Linked DNA regions of Anas platyrhynchos: region 1 is linked to region 2. Evidence: chromatin contacts called from public Hi-C data. All regions are on one chromosome and are shown on one strand. The core of a region is the stretch at or near the end of the contact, and the rest is flanking DNA. Distances in the headings are between cores, read along the strand shown.

What was found. Hi-C and Micro-C count contacts between places; a contact is called where the count stands out from the background.
Region 1: a Hi-C map of skeletal muscle shows a contact between it and region 2, with 2.1 times the contacts expected there. The contact joins the promoter of LOC101794119 here to the enhancer-like site in region 2. A contact is called at or near these places in 2 of 8 Hi-C or Micro-C datasets (liver and skeletal muscle).

Annotation. Positions count from the first base shown.
Region 1 is chr1:179,803,749-179,810,395 of IASCAAS_PekinDuck_T2T, reverse strand. LOC101794119 (phosphatidylinositol 3,4,5-trisphosphate 3-phosphatase TPTE2) reads right to left here and starts at 4,114. Exons shown (of 19, transcript XM_005014849.6): 1 at 3,975-4,114; 2 at 2,992-3,083; 3 at 1,137-1,214. The coding sequence starts at 3,041.
Region 2 is chr1:179,753,265-179,759,416 of IASCAAS_PekinDuck_T2T, reverse strand. VPS36 (vacuolar protein sorting 36 homolog) reads right to left here. Exons shown (of 14, transcript XM_005014858.6): 13 at 5,436-5,512; 14 at 3,177-5,352. The coding sequence ends at 5,259. Among named protein-coding and RNA genes, the nearest start is that of THSD1, 8.3 kb to the left of the region's middle. Within about 2 kb of position 2,841, at least 2 of the 8 cell types and tissues checked have an H3K27ac peak or open chromatin away from gene starts, as enhancers often do.

The DNA.
Region 1 (6,647 bases), core at 2,865-5,364, 50 kb before region 2:
TCTTTGAAGCAAAGAGGAAGCATCTTGCTGGGCTCACTGAGTTAGCTCACATTTCTCATTATTTTAAGTTTGAAGTCCAAAAATATGAACCAGCAGACACCCATATCTTTAAGCAGGTTGCAGTAACCACTTTTCCTACCTAAGTCGAGGATGCAATAGCAGGCCTCATCTCCAAGGCAGCCTAACACATAGATATTAGGTATAAATGTGAGAAGAACCTGCTAAGGAAAGCACTGCGATAGTTACACTAACAGTTGGTGGTTTTAGGTCTTCATCCAACAAATCCTGCAGTGTAAATACAGCAGGTACACCAAGACTTCAGCTTCCACAATCTAAGGACAAGCACCTTTATTAGGCACACACTAAAAAGGCTAAATATATAACACACCAATTTGGCCTGCCAGCATTTCAGATCAGTTAAAGAGAACACAGCCCAACATTTGCTTGTTTACTTAGCTTAAAGCCTTTATGAAATGCATTTCTAACCACCAAGTTCTGAATTCTCTAAAACCATGTTATCACATAAGAGAACAGGGATAACAGGCCTGATCTTACTGCTCAAGCTGCAGGAAGTGTGAAATGTTATTCACATGTCACTGACCTGACTATGACTGAAGTATGCTATAAGACTTAGTAATCTAGTCTAGTAACAAGAGAAGCAGTTACTTTCAAAAATGTAACTGCTTCAAGAACAGTAAATCACTAGCATGTGTAGACAGCTCAATCTTGAAGGCATAATCCTTCCCAGTTGCCCCAGATCCTCATTTACCTCATTCTCTGAGCAGCATTGGTTCTTCTGTGCTCCCCCAGGTTCACTTCTTTGGGAAAGTTCATGCACTGCAGCTTAAACTTCCCATTTTCCATTATCTGATATATTTGTAGCTAATGCTAGCACTGAGATTTCATCTCCATAAGCATGAAGCAGCTTCCTGAAGTTGCTTGCTGTTATTATGTACTAGAACAAGTGTCAGTATCAAGTGGTGTAATGCTCTGAGTATCAAGATAAGTATCAAGGCATCAGTAGCAAGATAAGTAAGGCTTATCTCTTACTTCAGCAAGCAATCTGCTTTCTCATTTTGGTTCAGGCATTTTCACTTTTGGGGGTAAACAAGGCATTTAGTATTCCATTAGCTTACTTGGAACAGCTGTCCTGTTCATTATCCTCGTCACGACCATCATCTATCTTTATTGTGGGCTCCTCTGCTGTTGGAGAGCTGGCAAAGGAAGAGCACAAGTCACATACCAATACAGATCTCAGCTTTATACATTGCTACCCTTCGTTATTCCAGAACCAGTAACATTAACTACTATCAGCTGAGCAGTGAGAACAGCAACCAGGGCCAGAGCACATGAACAATACTAAGGGAAGAAAGGCTTCCCATATGTTGTTACAGCAGAAACCTTTGGCTTGTGCTGACCTAGCTCCACTTAGCAATCCATCTTTCAAAAATTTTTCTTTAGGGGAAGGAAAGGAAGATGTTTGTGTTCAGCAACTGGATAAAGGGCTTTGAAGTCAGGCATCCCAGAGTCTACTGAGGCCTTTAGAGTCCAGTCCAGACTCTGGAATCGCTAGAAACATGCATATGCAAAGTTACTTCGCAGAGTCCAGAAAATATTGATGCTGTTACAGTAGACTACTTGTTCAGAGAATGAATGCTTGCTAGGAGAAGCCATAGCACAGAGGTGTTTTTGTGCAGAGCAGGATACCAAACCGGAAACTGCAAGAGCAGGGCAGCAGCTGAGCTAGTGCTGGAGCAGCATTTTTTTCTTGGCAGGGCTGCTTACCATAGCTTCCTTAACAGGGTCTCTTTGGATCAAGATTTTTTTTAGCCACCTGAAGAGCCTTGAAGGTCACAGGATGATCCAAACCCAAGAATTTGGATTTTAACCTTCTATATAGAAATACTATGCTACATAATAGCACGGCCACAGTGTTTGCTGTGGCTCTGGCTCTGCCTCTGGCATCATTACTACTTGTGCAGGAGCAACTGTCTACACACTATTTTCCAGCTCCAGTATCCTCACTCTGTTCCTAGAAAGGTTGCAAAGCTCTGTAAATATACGGCTATGCAGTTTTCCTTCTCAGCTGTTCTTACAAGACATTCACTGTGGAGTTATCCACATAGTATAGAGCAGAAATGTTTCACTTATTAAAAGAGGTTTCTGCTGCTACAGCGCTTTTGCTGCAGACCACTTGCTCGTCCTTGAAGACATGTGAAAGGCACTGAATGCCAGCTTGTTATCCTCTAGTGTGAGAAAAAAGCCCAATAAGAATGAGCAGTAGTAGTGTTTTGGGTTAGGAGGACAATCTTCAACACACAAAGAAAACAGAAATCAAGGACAAGCACACTGTTTTCACTGTGCTCTCACACAGTGGTTCAGTTCTGGATAACGCTTTCCTAAGAGGGAGTTTGTTTTACTGAGCGCTCTACACCCACCTGTTGCCCAAGCTAAAACAAACTCTCTGCCACAAGCTACTACATCTAGTCTTTAAACACTAGAGTAGAAGACAAAAAAGAGGGCATACTAGAAGAACCTAACTTCTACCCACACACTAACCATAGAGCATAAGCTTCCTTAACTACTCACAGCTGAAGAGAACTTGAGACTTGTAAGGATAGCAGAGCCAGACCCTACCTTTAGGATACCTGGACAGTGGCTTCCAGAGGCTAGAAGAAAGCAAGACCTACTGCCCTGTGCTTAACTCTACCAGTGCCTGTACTCCTTTAATAAAGTTTTTAACCTGTAAATAAAGATTGTCAAAAGAAATGACTTCTTGTAAGAAGTTAATCAGAAGAATATATTTCTCTCATATGTAAGACTCCTCTCAAACAATAGCATTTTAAGGAAGGAGAAAAAAATGGAAACCATACAGTATATAAACTTCAAGCCTCCTCTTTGCTATGATCAGAGCATCAAGAAACCGGGCAGAAGACTGCACACAGCACACGTGAGCTGAGCTCACACACCGATGCAGCTCATTTCACTCACCTTGAGGCTTCTTTGAGCTCCGACCCTTGTTCGTACCTCACAGTCGTCATTTTGTTTCTGTTGTCGCTCGGCTGGTCTTAGGAGAAGCACATCTAAACAGAGAGAGACCCGTACAGGCAACAGTGAGCACCAGCACCTGTGCCTACAAGTAGCTTTCACTGATGTTACTGCAGGACAAGGCTCCTGCTTCCTTCCCACCTCTTTTTCCTCACAGAGGAGGAAACGCAGCCGTGAGGGAGCGCTGCAGGGATGCCCACAGCCCCCCTGACCTACCTGCACCCCCTCAACCCCAAGGGAGGGATGGAACCACGGGCACGGTGGGCGAGGGTCTCCTCGCTGAGGGGAGCAGCTCCCCGAGCAGAATATGGCCCCACAGGAGGGGAGGGAGGGAGCAAGGGAGGGATAAAAGGAGGGAAGGAGCCCCCGGGAGCCCCCCGCCGCCCTCACCTCAGCGAAGCCGCCCGCCTCCCCAGCTCAAAGTCGAGCCCGCCCGCGGACTCAGCGGAAAATTGCGTTAAACTTCCTGAGGCTCGGCCTCGCCTCCCCGTCCCCTCTCCTCCTCCGCCCCTTCCCCACTCACCCGCTGAGGCGAGGCCGGGCTCTTGGGGGCACGCTCCAGCCCCCCCCACACCCCGCGGATCAAATGGGGCCGGGCCGGGCCCGCCCGCTGCCATGGCGACGGCCCCGCCGCCCGCCTCCCCTCAGCCCCTCCATGGCCGCGGCGCGCCGGGCCCGGCCGGTTCCCCCCCTCCGAGCCCCTCCGGAGCCTCGGGGACCCCCCGGCACGATCCTAGGAAGGGGCACAGCCCGCGGGGGATGGGGCGAGCTCGGTCCTGCCAGCCCGTCCCGTCAGCCGCTGGCACCCCGTGCCCGCTCCCACACCGTGTCACCTCACAAAGTGTCGCCCCACAGCCGCTCGCCCTGCACCGAGTCACCCCGCAGCCTGTCACCCCCGCCGTGTCACCCCACACCGTGTCACCCACCCTTTCTTTCCGCGGCAGGGTTCCTGCAGCGCGCCCAGCAGCAGGGGGAGCTCAAAGAGAGCGATTCGGGTCGGCTCCCGCAGCTTGAGGGCTGGCAGGTGTGGCAGGCAGCAGCCCCAGCCCTCATGGAGCCATTTGGGATGGAAAAGACCTTCAAGATCACCTGGTCCAACCATCCCCTACGACCACCATCACCCACTAAACCACGTCCCCAAGCACCACGTCCAGCCTCTTCTTGAGCACCCCCAGGGACGGTGACTCCACCACCTCCCTGGGCAACCCGTCCCAGTGCCTGACTGCTCTTTCTGAGCAGAAATGTCTCCTCATTGCCAGCCTGAACCTCCCCTGGCACAGCTTGAGGCCATTCCCTCTGGTCCTGTCACTGGTTACCTGTGAACAGAGGCCGACCCCCAGCTCCCCACCCCTTCCTTTCAGGCAGCTGAAGAGAGCAATGAGGCCTCCTCTTTGCTCTCCCCTGAGCCTCCTCTTCCCCAGACCAAACCCCCCCAGCTCCTTCAGCCGCTCCTCACAGGATTTGTGCTTCAGGCCCTTCACCAGCTTCGTAGCCCTGCTCTGGACACCCTCCAGGGCTTCCATGTCCTTCTTGTAGTGAGGGACCCAAAACTGAACGCAGCACTCAATTATTTTTAAAGTTGTTGACTTTCTAATACATGTTTTATAGCTATAAAAATACCATCAAATACCCCAAAAGCAATCAAACCATTAAGACTTCAAGGTTGTTCTGAGTGTCCTGAGAATATGGAGCAGTTTGGGACAGCAGACTAAATAGAAAGCTTCCCCTTCAAAATAAAAACAGTAATAATAATAATAATAATAAAAACCTTCTAATTTTTCTCATTTATTGCCCATGATAGCACCATAACTTTTGCTTTCAATGCATCTAATCTTATAGCACTGGTGATGCTGTTGTGGATTTGCAAGCTCTGATGTGTCTCCATGAGTTTCCCAATGGTCAATCTATTTTCTTAAAGCTATAACTTCTGAAGTCAGATGGCTAAAGTAGAAATACCATTTTCTGTTTTAATAAAAATGATGTTTGAGCTCTCAGCTGGTGGATAAAAATGTAGAAAGATGACCAAAGTTTCATTAAAAAAAAAAATGTTTTTAAATTAATGACTTGTAAATCATTTTCATTATATTACGCTGTTTAACTCATGATACTGACATTTAAAAGACCCTCAGAATCCAGTTATTATCCCTGAGCAATTATTCATGAGTGTAAAATAACAGAATTGTCAACAAAATACAGAAAAGGTTGAAACGTTCAGTAACTAATCCAGTTATACTGTGTGAAAGCAGATAAAGAAGGCATATCTCAGAGAGGTGATGGCATATTTTAAATTCCAAAAATAACTGAGAATGGTGGTAAACAGAATCGCATAACTTGGCAGACTTTAAAATAACTAAGTATGGATCATTTGTATCTGATACTTTTAAGAGATACCGACAAGAAAAATGATTCAATTTTTACTATGTTTTGGGATAACAGAAATATGGAGATAAGCGGGGGGGATCGATTCTCTGCCAATTAAACGCAGGTAGATCAGATGACCTTATGATGACAGTCTGTCAGCTTGGCTTTGCTCCCAAACAAAATGAGAGCAGATTAGACAGAGGCTTCCACTAATAAAATAATAAAGAAGCGTGGTGATGATGATAATAATGCCAATCAACATGGGATTATGGAAAATAATTTGCGAGAAATTAATTCATACTTTGAAAATGAGCTTATAAGTTTTACTGATAAAATAAAGGTATTTTGTTGCTCCTGTAAGCAACTGTCTGTCTAGAAAATTTGATTAAAGAGGTAGAAGGACACAAAATCAGTCTGGTTCACATTACTTTGGTGAAAACCCAGCACTCTGGTCTTAAAATAACTATAAAAGGAGAATGATGCTAAAGCAGTTCGTTCCCAGAGAGGTTCCGCAGGGATTGAGAGCAGTCTTATGTTATTTAATGTTGTGTGGTGTTGTTTTGAACCATGCCCCCAGATAAAAGCCTCAATGATAAAGTCTGCTGCTGACAGAGACTGGAAAAGTGGACAGAAGAACTGCTGCCTAGCACTGAGAAAACTAATATTCTGTACATGCAGATGAGTGAGCAAACTGTATTTACATACATGTACTATCAGTCTCAGTACGCAGGGCCTCAGGATGGTGTTTTTCAGCCCTTGATACCTGAAGGACCATGTAACATCTTTAAAAGAAACCCATGGTTGATTTACAGACCCACTGACAGTCACATCAGAACAAGGAATGTGTGTGCGTGTGTCAAAAAGCTCACAAACACTTCTTGATTAACTTTTCACGTGTTGCAAATCACAGTCATCCTGATGGCAATGTTCAACACCACGGCACATCAGACTGAGAGCACCAGTGGCTGTATTGTGAAAACAAGTAACTGAAAACACCTCAAGCAGCACTAGGGAGTCACCAGCTGCAGCTGATTGCTGCATGTGGCTCTGTGGCAAAATGCATAACAAGAGCCTTGGCTCCAAAAACAGAAAGATGTTGGGCTGAAAATGTTGCCTGTGCTTTTTATTTGGATTCTGTGTGTTCTCAGCTCTCCACTTCTGATAGCCACAACTCCAGAAAAAAAGAGTGAAGAGCTGTGCTGTGAGTAATAAATTGAAGCGATCCTCATCACACCGGA
Region 2 (6,152 bases), core at 1,592-4,091:
CATCCTGCAGGGCAGGCTTCAGCACGCTAAGCCCCAAAACTATCCACCTATGCTGTTTGTTAATAACCCCGCTGTGGTTTAGGCTCAGAGATTTTACACTGAGTTTAAGAAAAAGTCTAGCTTGGGATTTTAATTAGGAATGGGAGCTGCAGAGCATATAGCCCAATGCAGCTCGTGCAGGGCACCACCCTCGAACCCCACTTTCCCTCTTTTTTAAGGTCCCCATGGAGGTGAGAGCCCACCAGGAGGCTGCAGCCTGACTCACGCTTGCATCTACACAGAAAAAAATAATATGTAGTGGGCAGAAGGGCTCCAAATGGTTTGTTTTTATGGGGAAATACACCCGTGATAGCAGATTCAGTAACTATAATGTCCAGTCCCTGGAAGCTGAAGCTAAGCAAGCTCTGATTATGTGTGCTGAGAGCATTTTTACCACAGGTAACAGCCACTGGCAAAAGCTGCCAAGAGTTGTGGGGTTTTCCAGAAACCAAGGCCTCTTGTTCATGAAAGAGGAGCTCAAGCACAAATTAACGAAGGGAAGTCCTACAGCTTCGGGTACCCAAGAGGTCAAGACAGACGGTCAGAGTTTCTTCTGGCCTTGTAACCTATGAATGGATCACTGTCCCAGCAGGAAACCAAACTAAAATAAAAAATCCTTATCTTGGGCTTTCCCAAAACACTGTGGAAAAAACAATAGGAAAGCAGAAAGATCAAAGCCGGTCGCTTTGCATCACTTATGGCTCGTTTAGTATTTCTGCTGAAAAGACCAAAACATTTGGGGATCTTACTCCAGACTGCTTTTTAAGCTCTTCCTTGCCGCCGGAGCCCAGCCCTACCTGAGGCACCTCTTTGCAGAGCTGGTCAGCGTCTGCTTCCAAGGAAGGCTGGGTGTGAAGGCAGTGGGAGTTTTGCCCTTCCCGTTTAATGGGTGGATCAGACCACAAGATCTTTGCAATTTAAGGACACACCTCAAACTCCCCGTCAGATTTTAAGTGAAACTCGGGGGAATCATGCCACACATGCATAGCTGCCAAGTCTGGCTGAGAGCAGGAGGTAGTATCAAATGCTGTCACATTTAGGCAACATTTGAAATGAATTCTACCTAAAATAAATCACGAAATTACCACAATACAAATGCCAAAGCAGCAACAGACAATTTTATTCAGTGTGGTCGTGCTGCCTTTATAGTCCCTCCCATCAGGGAGTGCTCTCACACGGCGTGTATCCTCCTGCTAACTTTTTGGTTAAAATAACAAGTCCTGCCTTTGAGTTTCCGGGAGTATTCTGCACATGTGAATGGGGGGGCACAGGAGCGCTGATTTCTTTGTTTGACTGCAGACTTCAAAGTTGAAACAGCATTTAGATTAGATTACATCAGTCTCCTGCTTTACTCACTCCCTTGAGATCATTCTGCCATCTAAGTGAAAACAACCAAGTATATAAAAAGTGAATTAAACAATGCAAAACGTCTGGATGCTCTGAGCTCTTAGGCTAAAAGTAGAAGCAAAAGGCTAAGTTCAGAGAGAGGTCATGAATATTCTGGCAGCACCAGCCCCTTTTACCTTCAGCTTGCTGTCGGTCACTGCTGTGAGCACAGCAGAGCAGGGATTAACGTCCTTGTCATCTGCAGGAATCTGAAGTTACAGCATTTATAATCCAAAGGGAAAGAGGAAACCCCAAATCATACCTAGCCTTCGGCTTGGAGCTGGGATGTGAAGCAAGCTGGCTTTTATCAGGCTTACCTCTCAGGAGTGTGCGCTAACCAGCAGGATCTGGGGTATTCTGAAACTGAGGACTCCCCCCCCCCCTCTCAGTTTTAGTTTTTTATTATTAATTATTATTATTATTTATTATTTGGTTTTTATTAATATTTATTGTTATATTATTGATTATTATTATTTAGTTTTTATTATTAAATATCACTTCTCCTGGTGGCAGCAGGCTCCTGCTGGCTCCCACTACGGTCTTCACCAAATTGGTGCCAACACTTCCACTAATTTTACAACGCACAGAGTCAGGTCCTTTGGACAAACCATAAAAGCTGTTAGGAAAACTGAGCGTTGATGAGTTTAGCTAATCACTACACAACCAGGAGCAATTATTAAAGATACACTTCTAAAGGACTTCCAAATCCCCATACCTACACAGGTATATAACACTCCAGAAAAGAGTCTGCCCTTCAGAAGCACAGTTCGGATCAGATCCATGCTTCCATAGGCTGAGCATAAAGTGATTGTTCCTGAAAACAAAGGCAAAGGAGAAGCGGAAAAGATGTACAGATTCCTGAGCAGCCTTCTTTTCCTGCCAGGGGCATAAAAAAGCCTGTGTTTTCAAATGAAAAGCATAATCATCGTTTAAGACCGCTCCATAAAGGAGCGGGGGATTTTTGAATGGAGCTCTGTTACCAGCCTCTGTTCAAAGGCCTGCATCATTGGACACCCTAGCAAAGCGAGATAGTGCTCACATATCATGGTATGACACAAACATCCTAGGAACAATCAAAACATGTAAGAAAACGAGATTCATACAAGCACCTTCTGTACTAAGCTGTAGTCTCCTCTCTTCCATAATCCTGCATCAATACAGTAAATAGTTTGCTTTATTATTATTTTTTTTTTTTTTTTTTGCTAGTAGTACCAGTGGAAACAGGACTGGGCACTGACAACTTCGGACAATCTGATGTGCTACCCCGATATCACACACCCATGAATAATGCCACTATACTCGTTCTGCCAGCAGCTGGCTCACTGTGGGTATCAGATACGTGATTTCTGTGGTCTATCAGCTGGGAAAACACATTTAAATGTGTTCAAGGCCTTTCCAATGCCAGCACAGGGTGTACGTCTGGGTCTGACTCTGACTTCATGAGGGAGCCAGTCTGTGCTTCCACAGACATCCACAGTTTTGTGATTTTAGCCTCTGCTAGGTCACAGGCTACTAAGCAACAGAACCAGGGCATTTTAGCTGTGTTGAATTCTATCTTTTAATTTTAAATTGATCCTGACTTCTACCCTTCTGGGTACAAATGACACAGCAAAAACGTGTCATAGAAACATCAAGGTTGGAAGAAAAAAAAACAAACAAAACAAAAAACACAGAACCACAAGATTTTGATTTGTAAAAGTGTTAATGCTGCCCAAAAACATTTAGGAAGAAAAAACTCACAGAACAGCCTATTTAAGAAAAATCTTTTAATTTTTTATTACTTTCTGGCAGTCATTTCCTCTTTACATTTAAATTTTAAACCAGCTCTACAATCTGGCTTCTAGATTTCTTCCCTACAGGAAGAAAAAAAACATCAAGGAAAATCTTGGGAAGAAAACGCTCAAGAAAGTACCATCATTCGTAATACATCATATTGTTATTGCTTAATTAAGATACTGAAATGCTCTGTGTTGGAGCAACAGAGTCTGGAAGTTTACAGTTGGCATTTCCTTTCTGTCTTTGTGCTTGCTGGCAGAAGACATGCCCCCTTGTGGGGAGAGGCTCAGGCCCACAAACCACTGCTCTCCCCTTGGCAGGTTTGGGCATCATGCAAGAGAAACAGCTCTCATGAACCAGCTTTTTGCTTCGACATTTCTCGATTTCCAGTCCTTTCTTAGACAGATGCTGCCTGAAGTGCCTCGCGTAGACCTCTTCTGTGGGTTGTGGGGAGGATGAAGGAAAGCAGCGGGCCATACGGCTCCTGGACAGATGATACTAGATGGTTAACACAGCAAGAATGGTGTGGAATAGTTCTTCCAGCTGCGCAGAATTCATTAGTTCTAGCCACTTTCATTAAACAGAGGAAAACCACCCTAAAGAAAGCACTGCATAAAAGTTTGCTAGTGACAAAAATAAGAGGATACAATTCTCTAGATCTAAATGCACATTGGACAGATCAAAAGCATCAGCACTGTAGGGATCTCCACGCTGAACCCATTATTCCCAGGTTCTTAACCCTGTTTGACCTATGGTAACAAACAGCTCTGACAACATTTTCAGGCCGCTAAACAAACACACACCTTTCTCACCTTTTTTGTAATGCTGATTTGGCTTTACAGCCACAATGCTGTTGCATGTATGTTGTCCTTGCCCACATTTTAATTAATTTTGTCATTTACTAAAACTGGTCATTTAAAAAGCTGAAAATTTAACTGGTATGGATCATAAACATCCGCTGACCATTATTACCATGACAGATTTTCAAGTAATAGAACAACTCCACTGGAGTTATGAAAGCTGAGGCCATCAAACTGCATTCAGTCTGAACACAGGGTGAGGAGTACCACACAAAAAGATAACTCGTGACTACTAAACATGGGGCAATAGTCTTCCTCTTCCCTTCAGTATTGAAAGGGCATTAATTTTGGCATACGAGGCACAAACAAAAAGAACCGTCTCCCCAAAACAGTAACAGGCTGATGAAGCCTGATCTTTCATTAAAGTACAAGACAAATCCAAGCACATTAAAGCTTTACCAGCTGAGTCTGGTAAAGTGACAGGAGGCTACTACATGACATGACATAGAGAGAGGACAGAGAAAGTGCACCCAAAGTGCAGCACAATGAGACAGGAAGGGAGACGGCAAAGAAAGAGAAGGGAGGAAGTCTGCACTAACAATGCTTCTATCTGAGATACTAGAGTAAGACATGACAAAACGCACAATGTTTTCTAGATTCACATAACATCTGTTAATCTCTGCTGCAGCAGGTTCTTTTTTTCTCAAAGCGTAAAGAATCCCAAGGTCCTCTCAGAATACTTCATCACTTCAGGGAGCAGGGGTTACGCTACACCGTTTTGTTCCTTATACCTCAGTGCACACCAAAGTCACTATTCTTATCACTACGGATGCATCTGTCTGCTTTGCTGCTCTAGACATAAATAAACTGAAATCGGAGTAGGCAATAACCTATGTTCTGGGTGCCGACGCTCAAGGCAGGCTACAGGGGTATTCTCTCCACTTTCACTTGCGTGGAATCCTCATCTCATTTTTCTTGAAATGAGAAGTTACAGAACACATCAAATAAGACTTGAAACACAAGCTAGCCAGCTTGAGACAATTACAATGTTTCTGACCTAGTGATTCCTATTTCCTTTTGGTTCCGCATAAGATGATTCGTTCAGCACTTGAAATACCTGAGAACTGTAAAGCATTGCAATGTTCATCACTGTTGCAGTTGACAAAAAGTAAAAATTTTTTTGAAGTCAGTTGTGGCAAGGGTTTTGCCCTCTGCTCTCATGTTCAACTGAGACATAGCAGCTGTACACAAACTACATTAGCTTTGTGTTAGAAATAAATTTGGGTAGAATCTCAAGCCTTCCACTGAATCATCCCTGCAGAGATGGCCCATCTTTTCAGCGAGAAGCAGCCTAAAGAAAGCAGAAGATTTGTTGCATTAGTTGAGGACAACTTGATAACAAAGGCATTATTAAACACAACCGTTATTGATTACCTTTCTTTGGCTAAGAGAACGGACATCCCCACCAGCTTTGCAAACTCATCAGCTGTGAGAGAACCTTTTTCGGATACCTATCAGAAACAAACACAAATAAACAAACAAGGGTATTAAAGTAGCAACTCAGTCAGGCCTAGCCTTGTAAAGCGATAAATTGATAGCGTCTCTCTTGTGAAAACAAGTCTGTTTGCATTAAAAAAAATTAGCTCATAGACAGCAGTATTCTGTAACAATTAGTATGGCTGAGCTGTGTAAATACTAAGGGATTCTGCAGACAGTTAAGCTCAAGTGAGGAAATAAAAGCCAGCAGGACAGGACAGGCCATCCATTTAGAAATCCAAGTCATCTCAAAGAGAGGTGGGGAATTTGAGTTGATTTAACACATCTTTACCAGCTGCATTAAATCCCAAAACATTAGGGCTCCACCCTGTATTATGGCCTACTAGTGGGATCAGTAAAAGCCACTATCACATTCAGTTAATAGAAAAGACAGGTTCAGTCTTGGGACTCAAAACTTTGGTTCTACTGTCTCAATCACGCTAGTTAATACATGCTAAAATGAAACCTTCTCACACAGGTTGGCATGTGGACACTAAAAATACAAAACGTTAAGTCCAGGATTATTACTGCATTGAATTTCCCTATATAAACATTTGATTTATTAACTACAAATTATTTCATCCATTTCTCCACTGATTAAAGCAAATTCATATC